Regions from separate parts of the Sus scrofa genome. Here region 2 is linked to region 1. The links are chromatin contacts, called in public HiChIP or PLAC-seq maps. All regions are on one chromosome and are shown on one strand. The core of a region is the stretch at or near the end of the contact, and the rest is flanking DNA. Distances in the headings are between cores, read along the strand shown. Region 1 overlaps RBM20 (RNA-binding protein 20). Region 2 overlaps RBM20 (RNA-binding protein 20).

The links. HiChIP or PLAC-seq counts read pairs in DNA pulled down with a chosen protein or histone mark.
Region 2: an H3K27ac HiChIP or PLAC-seq map of skeletal muscle shows a contact between it and region 1. The contact joins two enhancer-like sites. A contact is called at or near these places in 6 of 47 Hi-C or Micro-C datasets (brain, embryonic fibroblasts, epiblast stem cells and 2 more) and 1 of 2 datasets of contacts at active chromatin or transcription factors (skeletal muscle).

Annotation. Positions count from the first base shown.
Region 1 is chr14:121,179,212-121,186,341 of Sscrofa11.1, forward strand. All of the region lies in intron 1 of RBM20 (RNA-binding protein 20), which reads left to right. Among named protein-coding and RNA genes, the nearest start is that of PDCD4, 89 kb to the right of the region's middle. Within about 2 kb of position 4,215, at least 8 of the 83 cell types and tissues checked have an H3K27ac peak or open chromatin away from gene starts, as enhancers often do. A contact at or near this core is called in skeletal muscle and subcutaneous adipose tissue, where this site is marked.
Region 2 is chr14:121,248,750-121,255,879 of Sscrofa11.1, forward strand. It overlaps RBM20 (RNA-binding protein 20), which reads left to right. Exons shown (of 20, transcript XM_021073215.1): 16 at 2,655-2,759; 17 at 3,888-4,548; 18 at 6,094-6,228. Among named protein-coding and RNA genes, the nearest start is that of PDCD4, 20 kb to the right of the region's middle. Within about 2 kb of position 2,957, at least 30 of the 83 cell types and tissues checked have an H3K27ac peak or open chromatin away from gene starts, as enhancers often do. A contact at or near this core is called in skeletal muscle and subcutaneous adipose tissue, where this site is marked.

The sequences.
Region 1 (7,130 bases), core at 2,965-5,464:
ATTGTTTTCAATTATTTTATACTGTAAAATACTGTGATTATATCCCAGACACTTTAAACGTATATAAAGAGTTCAACAAATAAACACCTACGTAACTGGCACCAGGTTCACGAATAGGATGCTGCCTCTGAGTGGCCCAGACCCATCCCAGCCTCCTTCTTCATTTACACTTTTATGGCACCTTCCTGCTTTTCTCTACAGTTTTACCACTTTCTCTACGACTTTGAAAGTTAGGTGCTCTTTGTATTCTGAAAATTACAATTATTTGTACTTGGAATTTAAAGTTGATCAAAACTTTTCAGTCCCCGTTGGGTCATACCAGGCCCTTGGAATGCTCTAAAGCATTTACCACCCCCTTGCTTATTTCCCCTCATTGCTGTGTGTTTTAATTCTGTATATTTTAAGAACAGCACACCATACATTGGCCTACACAGTTGGCGTTCAGTGGGATTTGTTCATGCATTTGTCCCTGTCTTTGCCCATCATTCCTTGTTGTGTTTCCAGTCTGCCATCCCCATCCCTTTCCTTCTGCCTGATGAATAACCTTTAGAATTTCCTTTGCTGGTAATGATCTCTTTCAGGTTTTGTACGCCTGAAAACTCCTGAATATCACCTCATTGTGGAAGGATAGTTTTTACAGTTGTTTTGGTTTCCTATGCTGCTGTAACACATTTAGTGACCTAAAACAATAAGAATTTATTCTTGTAGGAGGTCCCGTCGTGGCTCAGTAGAAATGAATCTGACTAGCATCTGTGAGGATGCAGGTTCCATCCCTGGCCTCACTCAGTGGGTTAAGGATCCTGTGTGGCCATGAGCTGTGGTGTAGGTTGCAGACGCGGCTGAAATTTGGTGTTGCTATGGTTGTGGTGTAGGCCAGCGGCTATAGCTCCGATTTGACCCCTAGCCTGGGAACCTCCACATGCCGCAGGTCCAGCCCTACAAAGACAAATCAAGAAAAAAAAATTTATTCTTGTGTAGTGCTGGAGACCAGACACTGAATCCTGCTTCACTGGGCTGAAGTCTGGGTGTCAGCAGAGCTGCGTTGAAACCAGAGGCACTAGGGGAGAATCTGTTTCCTAGCTTTTTCCAGCTTCTAGAGCTGCATTCCTTATATACTTTGCCTCATAACTCCTTCCTGCACCTTCAAAGCCAGCGTTATAACGTCTCCAAATCTCCCTCTTCTCTCACATCAGCTTCTCCTCTGTGTCAAATTGCCCTCTGCCTCTCTCTTGTAATACTTGTGATTGCATTGAGGGCCTACCCAGATAATCCAGGATAGTCCACCCAACTGGAGGGCCTTAATTTAGGCATAGCTGCAAAGTCTTTTTTTGCCATATAAGGTAACATTCCAGGTTCCAGGGACTGTGACCTGGATATCTTTGGGGGCCATTGTTCATCTTTGCACAGGAGTGCATACAACTACAGATTACTCATGACTTTCTTTCAGCGTATTAAAGGTATAATTCACCTTGTCTTCTGGCTTCCATTTTTGATATTGACATCATCTTTCAGTCTGTCATTTTTAAAGGTTATGTATATATATATTTGTTTTATTTTGGGTTTTTTAAGAATTTAATCTTGGTTTTGTTAATAATGACTGCTGATCACTATGATGTGTCTAGGTGTGTATTTCTTTGTATTTATTCTGTTTGAGATTCTCTGGTGTCTTTCAATGGTTCTGGAAAATCCTCAGCTGTTAAATCCTCAATTTTATCTCAGCCCCATCCTCACTCTGCTTTTCTGGGACACCAGTGAAATTTACGTTGGACCTTTTCAGTGTCGCCTCCATGTTGTAAATCCATTCTTCTCTGTCTTCTACATTTCCGCTTTCCTCTGCTCTCTTCTGGATATTTTCCTCAGATCCAACCTCTTGTTTATAACTTTTTTTTTTTTTGCCTTTTTGGGCCTTACCAGTAGCCTGTGGAAGTTCCCAGGCTAGGGATCAAATCAGAGCTATAGCTGCCGGCCTGCACCACAGCCACAGCAACACCCGATCCAAGCTGCATCTGCCACCTACACCACAGTTCATGGCAACGCCGGATCCTTAACCCATTGAGCAAGGCCAGGGATCGAATCTGTGACCTCCTGGATACTAGTCAGATTCATTTCTGCTGAGCCACAATGGGAACTCTTTTCTATTGTTTTTAATCTGCTGACAAACACTTCTGTTGATATTTTAATTTGTTACTGAATTTTTCTTCTCCAGAAGTTTTCTTTGATCTTCCTCCAGATCTGCTAAGTCATCTTTTACAGTTTTTCTTCCCTGCAGATATTTGTGAACTTCTTTCCTTTTTTTAAATGTGATAAACATATGTAAGCTCACTAAGTCTATATGTGAAGCCTGTCCAGGTCTGTTTCTGCTCTCAGTTGCTTATACTGGTTCTCACTCAGGCTGCTTTATTTCCCTGTGCATCCGATTGCCTTTAACTGTTTTGCTGGTTATTGCCCTTAAAAAAATCATTTGTGGGGAGTTCCCTTCGTGGCACAGCAGAAACAAATCCAACTGGAATCCATGAGGATGTGGATTCCATCCCTGGCCTTGCTCAGTGGGTTAAAAGATCCGGCATTGCCATGAGCTGTGGTGTAGGTCACAGACATGGCTTGGATCCCACATTGCTATGGCTGTGGCATAGAGCTGGCAGCTGTAGCTCCGATTTGACCCCTGGCCTGGGAACCTCCATATGCCTCGGGTTCTGGCCATAAAACGAACAAACAAAAAGAATTATTTGTGGAGATTCCCTGAGGCTTGGAATAATTATGCTTTCCTCCTTCTGGCTGCCTTTTGGGGGCAGTGCAAGTTGGGGACTATTTCAGACCAAATTCATTGCTTCTCCACGCTGTACATTCTTGGAGTGAAATATGCATCAGGGCAGGTCTATGGGCCCATCTTCTCAAGATTATTTTATCCCTGTTCCCTTTCCTTCTCCTGCTCTGCTTAAGTACAGAGCAACCTTCTCTTGGCCTGTGGGTTTGGGGAGGAATAGAAATTGATAGATTAGTTCTGGTTCATCCTAATTCTGAGTGTTGCTTGGGACCCTGCTGCGTGTAGGAAAAGGTGCTCTTTGCCTGGATGTTTGTCACCCTTACCCTGCTAGTGTCTTCAAGGTGAAAGCAACTTGGATACTCAAATAATTCTCTAGTATCTTTGGGTTCAAGCTTCCCCCCCAAACTGACTTGGCAGGGCTGCACTGTCTTTTCAATACTGAGCGCTTAAAGGTGACTTATCCAGAGTTTTTCAGCCAGGGGGTTTATCTGAACACCTCACTACCTAACCTGCCCTTATGAGAAATAGCTGTTACATTTTTATTGTGTAAAATTGTGCATTTGTGTTTAACAGCTATATTTGCCCTTTAGGAAATTTATAGTGCGCAAAGATCAAGGTGCATGTCACCCTCATGCTTTTATTTGTGTTAAGAGATTAGCAGTCATCCTCTGGAAGATTGATCTGGTGTAGACTTTTGGGGAAAAACGTGAGACTTTGGTGGATTGTCCCAGTGACATTATGAAATTGAAGAGCCTACCTTGCTTGTTACCGCTTGTTCTTTCCTCAAGGGGTGACTTCAACTGGTTGACCAAAAAGTTGCATCCTTGCCTTGAAAAAACAATGACCAAAACAAAACAACTCTTTAAAAATTTTTTAAATTGAAATTTAGTTGATTTAAAATGTTGTGTTAATTTCTGCTGTGTGAGATTCAGTTACATACACGTATAAAGGAAGACCACTCTTTTTTTTAAAATAAATTTTATTGGATGACTTACAATGTTGTGTTAGTTTCGGGTGTACAGCAGATCGAATCAGCCAAACATATACATATATATATCCATTATTTTTCAGATTCTTTTCCCATATAGGCTGTCACAGAGTTTTGGATAGATGATCCCGAGCTAATAATAGGTCCTTATTACTAATGAGTTTTGTATATAGTAGCATGCATATGCCAATCCCAACCTCTCAATCCATCCCTCCCTCTAACATAGGAAAACCACTCTTATCTGGTTTCCCTGCCACCTTGCCTGGTCCTGAGCTGCCCTGTAGTGGCCAAGGTCCAGCCTCTTCAAGTTCGGGGCAGCTGTGAGGACAGCTGGCTTTGATTCAGAGGGTAGAGACAGCATTAGTCAGCAGCCTCCTCTTTCAAGCCCTGGTGCCTTAGCACTGCAACGTGTGTCTGTGACAGTGAAGGTGGATTCCTGATGCTGGCCGTGGATAAGTGGATATGCTTGGGCTGCGTTTGTGAGTCCAATCTTTGGCCCGCCCTCCACATCACGCTCTGACCAGTTGGTCTTGGATCAAGCTTTCGAAACTTTAAATCCCAAATATGAAGAATGAATTTTTGACCTCTCGGTCCTCCCCTCTCAGATTTGGATGGAAGCCTCTGAAATGACTATCTGCATGAGGAAAAGCCCATAAATCATTTGTTGATTCAGAAAACATTTAATGGACCTCTGCTGTCCGGAAAGTATCATACTGAGTACTGTGATGTCCTGGCCCCCAGAATGCTCACAGTCTTGCAGAGAGTTCAAGGATGGTCACTTCGAAAGAGAGACGGAGACTTGGGCTGGGGGGCGGGCCTCAGGCTGGTTGTGAGAGTGATCTGTGTGATGTTTGTCAGCCCATTGCTCATGAAGCTTGATCTGGCTGCTCTGGCTGGCTGGTGCTTTTTCCTTCCCACACTTTAGTGAGCATCCCTCCCAAATCTGGGCTCACACCCATGAGTGCGACCTTCCCACCTGGAGGGAGGCCATGCTTCGGTCGAGCATAAAGGTGGCTGTGCTTCTGCCTTTAGAGACTCAGCATAAGACAGGGTGGAGAAGCCTGAAGCTGGGAACCAGTGTTGCTGCCTGTCATCAGGCTTCTTCATGCAATCTTAGCCAAAGGAACAAAAATTAGTTCATGATTTATGCCTCAGAATAGACTCCATTTCCTGGAAATCATCTTCAAATAGATATGGGAATTTGATTAATAAAACCCGGCTGGAGTGAAAGATGTGTCCTCTTTGCCAATTTGTTCAAAACTCACTGTTCTGTGTTGTTCTGCATAAATCAGATTAGGGCACTTATTATTGCCGCTAAGAGAAGGCAACTGTCATGTGTGCCTTTAAGGGGAAACCAGCTTAAAATCGGATTTGTTTACTCAGCAAGAATTTGGGGGTACAGTGCGGAAAATTTCTCCATGCTGCCCTCTCTCTCTGCAGTCAGGCTCTTAGCATACAGCTGTCCAACTTCCTTGACTATGGAGGTTCCTCCTAGTTTGATTCTGAGCACAGATTCTGCCTACTTTTATTTCTGTTTCCTTTTTGCCTCATGCTTGTCTTCCTTCCTTCCTTTTTTGCTTTTTAGGGCCACACCATGGCATATAGAAGTTCCAGCCTAGGAGTCTAATTGGAACTGAAGCTGCTGACCTACACCACAGACACGGCAACACCAGATCCTTAACCCACTGAGTGAGGCCAGGGATCAAACCCGCACACATCCTCATGGTTACTAGTCAGGTTCATTACCACTGAGCCGTGATGGAACTCCTTACTCTTCTTTCATTGCACTTTTTTTTTTTTTTTTGTCTCTTTTTTTGCTATTTCTTGGGCCACTCCCGCGGCATATGGAGGTTCCCAGGCTAGGGGTCGAATTGGAGATGTAGCCGCTGGCCTATGCCAGAGCCACAGCAACGCGGGATCCGAGCCGCATCTGAGACCTACACCACAGCTCATGGCAACGCCGGATCCTCAAGCCACTGAGCAAGGCCAGGGATCGAACCCACAACCTCATGGTTCCTAGTCAGATTCGTTAACCACTGCACCACGACAGGAACTCCTCATTGCACTTTTTCCATGTCCTGCTCTTCTGATTGTCTTGCTGCAATTTTTGATTCCAAACAGGGGCGACTTTTGTACTCAGCTTGTTAAGAAAGTTTAGTAGTATGTGGCAGGTGGTGTGATTTCCAACTTTTGCATCTTTATATTCCTATGGCGTTTGGCTGTGGGAATCATGTTTAACTGAATGTAATACTCCTGCCATTCAAATTTTAGTTGAAATAAATAGTGAAACACGACTAGTAGACTAGTTCCTCTACCTACCTCTCTCCTCTTCCTCTCCTCCTTCTCTTCTCCCAGAGGAGGCATCAGAAAGCACTCACAGGGTATGCCGAGTATTAAGATACCAACTCCTTAAACTCAGGATAAGTCCTGCCCTATTGCTTGCTTTTGTATATACATGGAGAGCAAAAGTGATTGTGTGTTGCCTGTCTAATACTGAGGTAGAGGTTATTTTGATCTTTTTCAAAAGCTGAGAAGGAAGACAGCGCAAGGGCTGGGCACAGTGTGTTGACTGAACAATAGAGGTGATAAAAGTTAACCATTGTTTTTGGAGGAGAATCAGAACAAGGTTGGGTTTTGGCTGGATGTTCCTACAACACTTTTTTTTTTTTTTTTTTTTTTAGGGCTGCACCTGAGGCATATGGAAGTCCCTGGGCTAGGAGTTGAATAGGAGTTGCAACTGAGGCCTACATCACAGCCACAGCAACACCGGCTCTGAGCCACATCTGTGACCTAGTGCTGCAGCTTGCAGCAACACCAGATCCTTAACCCACTGAGTGAGGCCAGGGATGGAACCCACATTCTCATGGACACCTTTTCAGGTTCTTAACCTGCTGAATCACAATGGGAACACTTTCCTCACACACACTATGTCAGGCTCTTAACCCTTTCAGCTGTAATGGGTGCTCTTGATGAGCCCATGCTTAGGTGTTATCTTGGCTGATGCGAAGACAAGCTGTGGCCAGTTGGGTGGCTGGTGTCCTCTGGACCCAGAGTGTTGGGATAGACCCTCCTGTGAGTCATTCAGTAACGCTTTCTGAGCTTTTGCCCATGCCGGGTCAAGGCCTTGGGCAGCAGCAATAGAAGACGCAGATAAGCTCCCTGTTCTCACAGAGCTTTTATCCCAGGGGAGAGACAGGCAATAAAGCACAAAATAAACAAGATGACTTCAGATAGTGACAAATACAGGATAAGGGCACAGAGAGAGTAGGGCACAGAGAGTGACCGTATGTCCTTTAGGTTCCTGGGTCTGAGGTGGCCTTTTTGGGAAAGTGACAGCAGCATAGGAACCTGAGTCTGAGAAGGGACCACACATGAAGA
Region 2 (7,130 bases), core at 1,707-4,206, 68 kb after region 1:
TCTGTGGCTGCCATTCAGGCGCCATGTCCTGTGCTGTCAGATCTCCCGTTTCTAAGAGCAAGACCGAAGCCCAGATGTATCTGTATGAAATTGCCCACGTTTTAGAAACTGTATAGACCAAAACATGTCTGTGGGCCAGATGGAGCCCCAGGGGTCTCCAGAATGCAGCCCCCAGTATAAACCATCCATAGGAGAGAGAAATAGGAAACCACTTAGGCTCAGTTCAAAGCCCAGACAGAGACCCAAGCACACTGGGAGGCAGGTGGGTACTTGTTATTCACTGTACTCCCTCCTACCAGCCTCCATTCTCTCTCTCTCTCTCTCTTTTTTTTCTTTTGGCTGCCCCACGGCATATGGTGTTCCTGGGCCAGAGATCAGAAATGAGCCACACTCAAGACCTAAGCCACAGTTCTGGCAACACCGGACCCTTAGCCCACTGTACTAGGCCAGGGATTGAACCTGCCTACTGCTCCAAGACACCTCTGATCCTGTTGTGAGTCAAAGCTGAAATGACCCCTGAGCTCATGGAGCTCATGGTCTAATGAAAAACATACTAATCAAATAATTCCTTAAATGAGTAGACGAGTGTGAGTGTTAAGTGCTAAGGAGATGGAGGTATATAGTGCTGTTAGTGCCGTAATGTATCAGAGGCTTCTCTGGGTTAGGATGTGGCTGTTGAGATTGAAGGAATGATGGGTATTTACTGGGTGAAAAGGAGGGAAAGCAGACAGTGGGAACATCATGTGCAAAGGCCCTGTGGCTGGAGGCCAGTGATGCTGGAGCAGAGAGGGACAGGATTAGAATGGTGGGAGGTGAGGCTGATTTATCAAGAGGGGCCACATCATGCAGGTTAAGGATTTTTGCCTTTATCATAAGTGGAAGGGGAAGCAAATGAAGTGTTGAAGCAAGAAGGTGCAGTGACGATATGGTCGTGTTTGTGTTTTGGAGTCATCATTTCTGATCGGCTGGGAGAGAATATACTTGGGAGAAGACTACAGAGCGCAGAAGGGGGAAACCAATTAGGAGGTGGTTTAGCAGTAACCCTGGCCTGTGGAGGCAGCCCTGCTTGCCATAGTTGGGACCTCTTCCCAGTCTCTGAGCTGGTGGGGGGAGCTGGGTGTATTGAATGCAGTTTGTCTGTTCCCCTTAAGCGGCCGTCTCTGGCAATGACCCCAGGCTTGAGGGGTGCACTGAAAGGCACTGCTCTGTTTCCTTTGCCTGCAGGGAGGAAGAGCAGGGGTCCGCCTGGCAGGGGGCTTCCGGCGAGGCCCGGCTGTCCCTTCCTCTCCCAGCTTGAACTGGAGGGAGTCTCTTTACTGTGTTGACCTGGGAGTGTGGCTACAGGAACTGCCTGGGAAGGGGAAGGGTTATTTATTTTGACAAGGGCGGGTCATGGATAATTTATTCAGGAAGACAAAAATAAAGAAAAGTGGTTCCCTGTTGGTAGAAGCTATGGGTTCTGAGGGCTCAAAAGGCCTTTGGAGCTGCTTTGAGCTCAGGTTAGCTCAGAAGGCTAGAGCAGAGCTTCCGCTCCAAACACTGGAAAGAACACACACTGGAGGATTTGAACTGCCTTTCCCCTGTCCTGTAATAACTGGTTTAACCCATCAGCCCTGAGCTCCTGCCCTGGCTGGCTTTGTGTCAGCAAAGAGGGGTGTGTCTGGTCATAAGAAATCAGAGTGAGAGTGGTTTGCTTTGAGCCAGAAATGTGGAGAAACTGCAGCTTGCTTCCAAGAACGCCTGGGAATAGTCAATGATTTGGTGGCCAGAGTTTACGTCACGGGAGAATATCCTCCTCAAACTTCTAAAATGGGAGTTAGCAAACTTTCTAGGCTATATAGGCCAAGAGGCAAAATTAAGGCTATTGTGTAGAACTTATATAATCATTAACATGCCACCACATAGAGATGTGAAAAGCATTGTTAGTTCACAGATTGCACGAAAAGAGGCAGTGGATCAGATTTGGCTTGAGGACTGTGGTTGGCTGACCCGTGTTTTAAAGGCTGGTCAGAGACCCTCATTCTCAAACCAGACACCTGCTTTCAGTGTTCAGTTTCCCAGACATGAGCACTAAGGGTCTTAATTTGAGGGAGGGAATAGGAGGAAGGAAGAAGGGAAGGGATTGCTAGTTTGGATCAAGGGCAGAGATAAGGCAAAAGAGAGACACTGGGTGACAACGCCCTTCCTACACATCAGTGGCCTGGATGTGATTTTTCTTTTTTATGACCAAGAGGGATCTACTGGGGAGGTGTCACCTTGATGGTTTTTAACCTGCCAGGGTCAGTTCCTGCTTGGCCCCTTTACTCGCCATTCCTGTCTACAGGTTTCACAGCTGTGAAAAGTACCCAGTTTGCTGGGGATTTCTGTCTCCCTAAAGCCTTCAGGCCAGCTGTGAAGACATTTCTGTGCCTCCATTTGTCTGTGTGACCTTGAGCGAGTTACTTAACCTCCTAGAGCCTCAGTTTCCCCATCTGTGCAATGCAGATGATAACAGCACCTGCCTCCTCTGGGTTTTGTGAGGATGAAGGAAGTGATGGGTGTGAAAAGCAACCAACAGCGTTAGCTGTGCTCAGTAGCATTCTTTTCCCCTTGGTGTGCCCTCTTTTCTCTGCCACTGCTCACTGGTGATTGGTTTGTTCTGTTCTTTTGCTAAGGCTGGAAAAGAGGAACAGGACAGCATGGAAGAGAGCCCCTCATCAGTGGGCAGGCAGGAGAAAGAAACAGAGTCCTCTGATGCAGAGAACACAAGGACAAGGAAGGTAAAATTTGTCCTAGGTGCTGGCAGTATAGCCACATTGGCACAACAGCCATAAGGCTCCGAGTTACAGGCTTCCCGGGACTCGACCAGGTCCCCATCCTGCCGGTCGCTGCGTGGAACATGTCTGAGATCCCACCAGCAGGTCCATGAATGAAGCCTGCACTTCCTGGAGGAGCGGCTTTGCCTGGACTCTTTACAGTCTTTACTGAGGAAATCTTTAGCACATTCCTGGGCTCTACCTCAGTCCCTAGTAACTTGGCTGTGCTCGTAAGAGAAAACATGTGCCCAAAAAAGACTCAGGCTTCAGAGCCAGGCTTCCCAAATAGGCAGGCCCCTTGGGAGGGGCTGGAGGAGGAAGAGGGCGCCTTTGGGTACTCAGGCTGGGGCTCTGACCTCAGCAGGCCCAGACCCTGGGATTAAGAAAACGTCTCCTGGGCTCGTAAAGATTATTTTACTTGATTAAAATGAAAAAACCCAGTTACAAAGCTGGGGCTGCCACAGCAAAAAGAAATGTTCTTGGAACGTGGCCAGCTTCGTGCCTTTCCGGTCAGGAGGGGCGGAGAGATGAGTATCGCTGGCAGGGAACTGATCTCCTAAATCTGGCTGCTGGGTCCCTGGGCTGCTGGGGACACAAGGGGAAAGTTTTGGGAGGGGCCAAGTGTGAGCCATGGCCACAGAGGGTTGTGCCCTTGCTGAGAGAGGGTGTTTGGGGAATTCTTAGGGACTTTGCTGCAGTTACATGTAGTGATGCCCTACAGGCAGGGCAATAGCTCCAGCAAGTTGATGTAAATGGGTTTTATCACTTAATCTTTCACTCATTCAAAAACTATTTATTGAGCACCTATTATATACCGGGAGTAGAATTTTTTTGTGCCACTTAGAGGATTACACATTAAGAGCCAGATCTTGTGCTGCTTTGAGCCTCATCCTAGGGATGAATCAGTGATGAGAGACTTGAATGGTTTACAGCTCCTAATTAATTGATAAATGTTCCCAGGTAGAAATAAGATGGCTGAGCACCTTTCTGGGTTAAGGGGGTCCTCTGGTCAAGGTTTGCGCCCTCTTCTGCTTAAACACCAAGATCTACTCCTCAGCCTCCCTCTGACCTCCATTCTGCATCTTCATTCAGGAGCAAGACTCAGAGAGCGGAAGTGAGGCAGAGGGGGAGAGCTGGTACCCCACAAACATGGAGGAGCTGGTGACGGTGGACGAGGTCGGGGAGGAAGAAGATTTTATCATGGAACCGGACATCCCAGAACTGGAAGAAATTGTACCCATTGACCAGAAGGACAAAATCTGTCCAGAAATTTGTCCCTGTGTGACAACCACCTTAGAGCTGGACTTAGCCCAAGATTTCACCAAGGAGGGGGTCAAGACCATAGGTAACGGGGCAACGGAAATCAGCCTCAAGTCGCCCAAAGAACCACCTTCTGCTTCCACGAGCTGCCCCAGTGACATGGACGTGGAAATGCCTGGCCTAAATCTGGATGCTGAGCGGAAGCCAGCTGAATGCGAGACAGGCCTCTCACTGGAGGGTTCAGGTTGCTACGAGCAGCAGGCAAAGGGAGCAGAGAGTTCAGATGTTTGTCTGGCCCCTATGCTCGAGCAAATGTCTTCCCCCAAGCCAGCAGAGGAGAGGGCCTGGCAGCCTGGCCCATTTCTCGATGATGGCAAGGTCGGGGGGACCCCCGAAGACGGGGCTGCTGAAGGCCGCCCCCTGGAGGAGAAAGCCAGCACTCCCACCGAAACTGACCTCCAAAGCCAGGCTTGCCAAGGAGTGTCGACCCAGGGTAACTACCTCCCTTTCCTCCTGTACGGTTGGGTTGATGGGACCACTGCTTCCCTGGAGCGGTGTGTGGGCACATGCAGGCCAGAACCAACAGAAGGCAAGTGCTGCTGGTGCAGAAGGCAAGCCGAAAAGCCTGGTTAAAATTGTTAGCGCTTTTAGGTAATTGGTGTAAAGGAAGTTGGATAGGAAGCCCAGGTTTTCTGAGAAGCAAACTCAGGACGGACTTCTCTGAATTTATGGAAGCCCAGAGGCCTCTAATGACCAAAATTAGCAAACGTTTGGAGTTATCAAAGGAGCTTTGGTTCCTAGGGATCAGCAAGCTGCTTCTCTTGCCTGCACGACAGAGGACCACCCAGGCAGTTATTTCTGTGAGGCCTGAGTGAGGGGGTGGGAGTGGGGGAGGCCAGGAAAGGAACAGGCAGAGGGAAGAATGAGGGGCTCACCAAGGGGTCTAGCCTGTGCCCCTTCTCACCACCTCCGACCCACTTTTCTCCAGGGTCTAACGGTGAAATAAGACTTGCCCTGGGATTTACTCCATCTGCACCAGAGGTGATGTTGTGTCTGTGCCCGGCACTATGACATCATGAAAGACAGAGTTTAAAATAGGCCAAGCCCTGTCTTCTCTGCCAAGTGGAAACTAAGATCCATCAAGGGCCATGGGGGAGGGGGTGGTGGAGTAGCTCTCAATGTCCTCTCAGTGGAAATAACTAAAAATTCATTTTGCAGAGAGTCTGCAGCATTCCAGAGTTTGAAGTAAGGGAGGTAAGGGTGGAGGGCAGAAAAGAAAGAGAAAGGCTTAAAAATAAACAATTCAACCTAGTGCTCTATGGTTGGCACGAGCTAGTAGGTGAGTCGGAGGCTCGGGCTTCCCGCCATGTCAGGCTGACCTGAGCTGTTTTTCACCTGCCTGTGTGGATCTGAGTCTCCATGGAAACTCTGCCACAGACAGCCTCCTTGTTGCTAGAGAAACGCCAAGCCTGGGCTGTGTCTAGAGAAGGCAAGAATAAAGGAGGAGCAAAGAGCTGTTCACCTTGCTCTCATCAAACCCCTTGTATTTTGCAGTATAGGTCTCGACATGCACTGGTGTGAATAGCTTATTGGCTTACCCAATGTTTGGAGTTCATATTTAATAACACTGCTCAACAGGCTTGGGGTGAGAATGGCCCTGCCTTCTCTGCCCGCCTCAGTGCCCCTGTGGACGTCAGCACAATTTTTGCACTTCAGTAATTCTTCTGCCTGCAGACATGGACTGATACTGAATCAGGGACATGGGAGTGGATCATCCCAAAGGAAGGCATTGGCAGCCCACCCCTACCCCCTGCAAAGATCTGCTGAGTTTTCTTGGGGGCAGGGGCGTTCTTTTGGCCGCAGAAAAAGCTTTTCACTCTAGCACTTTGGTTCTAATCAGCAGCCTTCCCCCTCGTCTCATGGTATTAACCAGCCCCCTGGGACCATTCCTATCACACAGTATAAGGAATAGAACTGCCGGGACTCGCTGGGGCATGTCGTGCTTCCTAAGTTCTTTGCTTTGGCTCACATTTTGCAGAAAACTCCGGGTATGTGGAAATGAAATCACTGGATGCGAGGTCACCGGAATACACTGAAGTGGAGCTGAAACAGCCCCTTTCTTTGCCTTCCTGGGAACCAGAGGATGTCTTCAGTGAACTTAGCATTCCTCTAGGTGGGTGGAACACACAGTCTTCCTCGAGAAGTCGGCTCCAGGAAACGATAATGCCGTAATAACATCTCAGGGCTGGAGAGGGCTTTTTGTCAGCTTGTTGTTGTTTTTCATGTCTGAGGCAGCCACCTATATTTGTGTGCTACTTTCGAGTTTCTTGCCGTTTCAGTCTCCCATAGTCCACCAGATATCATACTCCACGGGGCCCGACTTTGGATGGCACTGCCCTGGGAGCCAGAGCAGACTTATTCCTGACCACACAGCCCTTATTCTGCCAGGGAAGCAGAGGCCCAGGGGCCACCACAAAGTCAACAGAAATGAACCACTTCTGCTAACCTCCTTGCCCCAGCCCTTCCCAAAACAACGCTGCAGTTTTTCTCTTTGAGGGACCAGCTTCTCGGAGGTAATGATACTGAATAGACTGAGTTTGGGACAGACTCTATATTGGTGATAGAGGAGCTCTGAGCAGAGACCTGGACCCCTGTCCTCTCCATGCTGGGGAACTGCATGTTCTCAGACAAGTCGTACTCAGGATTTTTTTTTTTTCTTTTTTTTTTTTTTCCAGTCACTCCGAGTCCTTCATTAACAAGTTGATGAGCCCCAGAGGGGCTAGTCATCATGGAGGCTCACCCTTTCCATGAAGTTTCTTATTTTTTTATCATCTGCTTTTAAAATTTTCTTCCTCTTTCTGTCCTCCAAGTATGCCATTTTTTGTAGAGTCAGAATCGAAAAGCAAACTTCCTTTTTTTTTTTTTTTTTCCTCTCGAAAGGAATGAGCTTGCCGCGTGGCATCCAGCATGCCCCGGGACAAAAACTAAAAAAAAGGAAGTACGTACTGACCTTAGAATGAACTTAGGTGAGCAAGAAAACCCTGGGTTTTTAAACCCTGCAAAACAGTTGTGAAG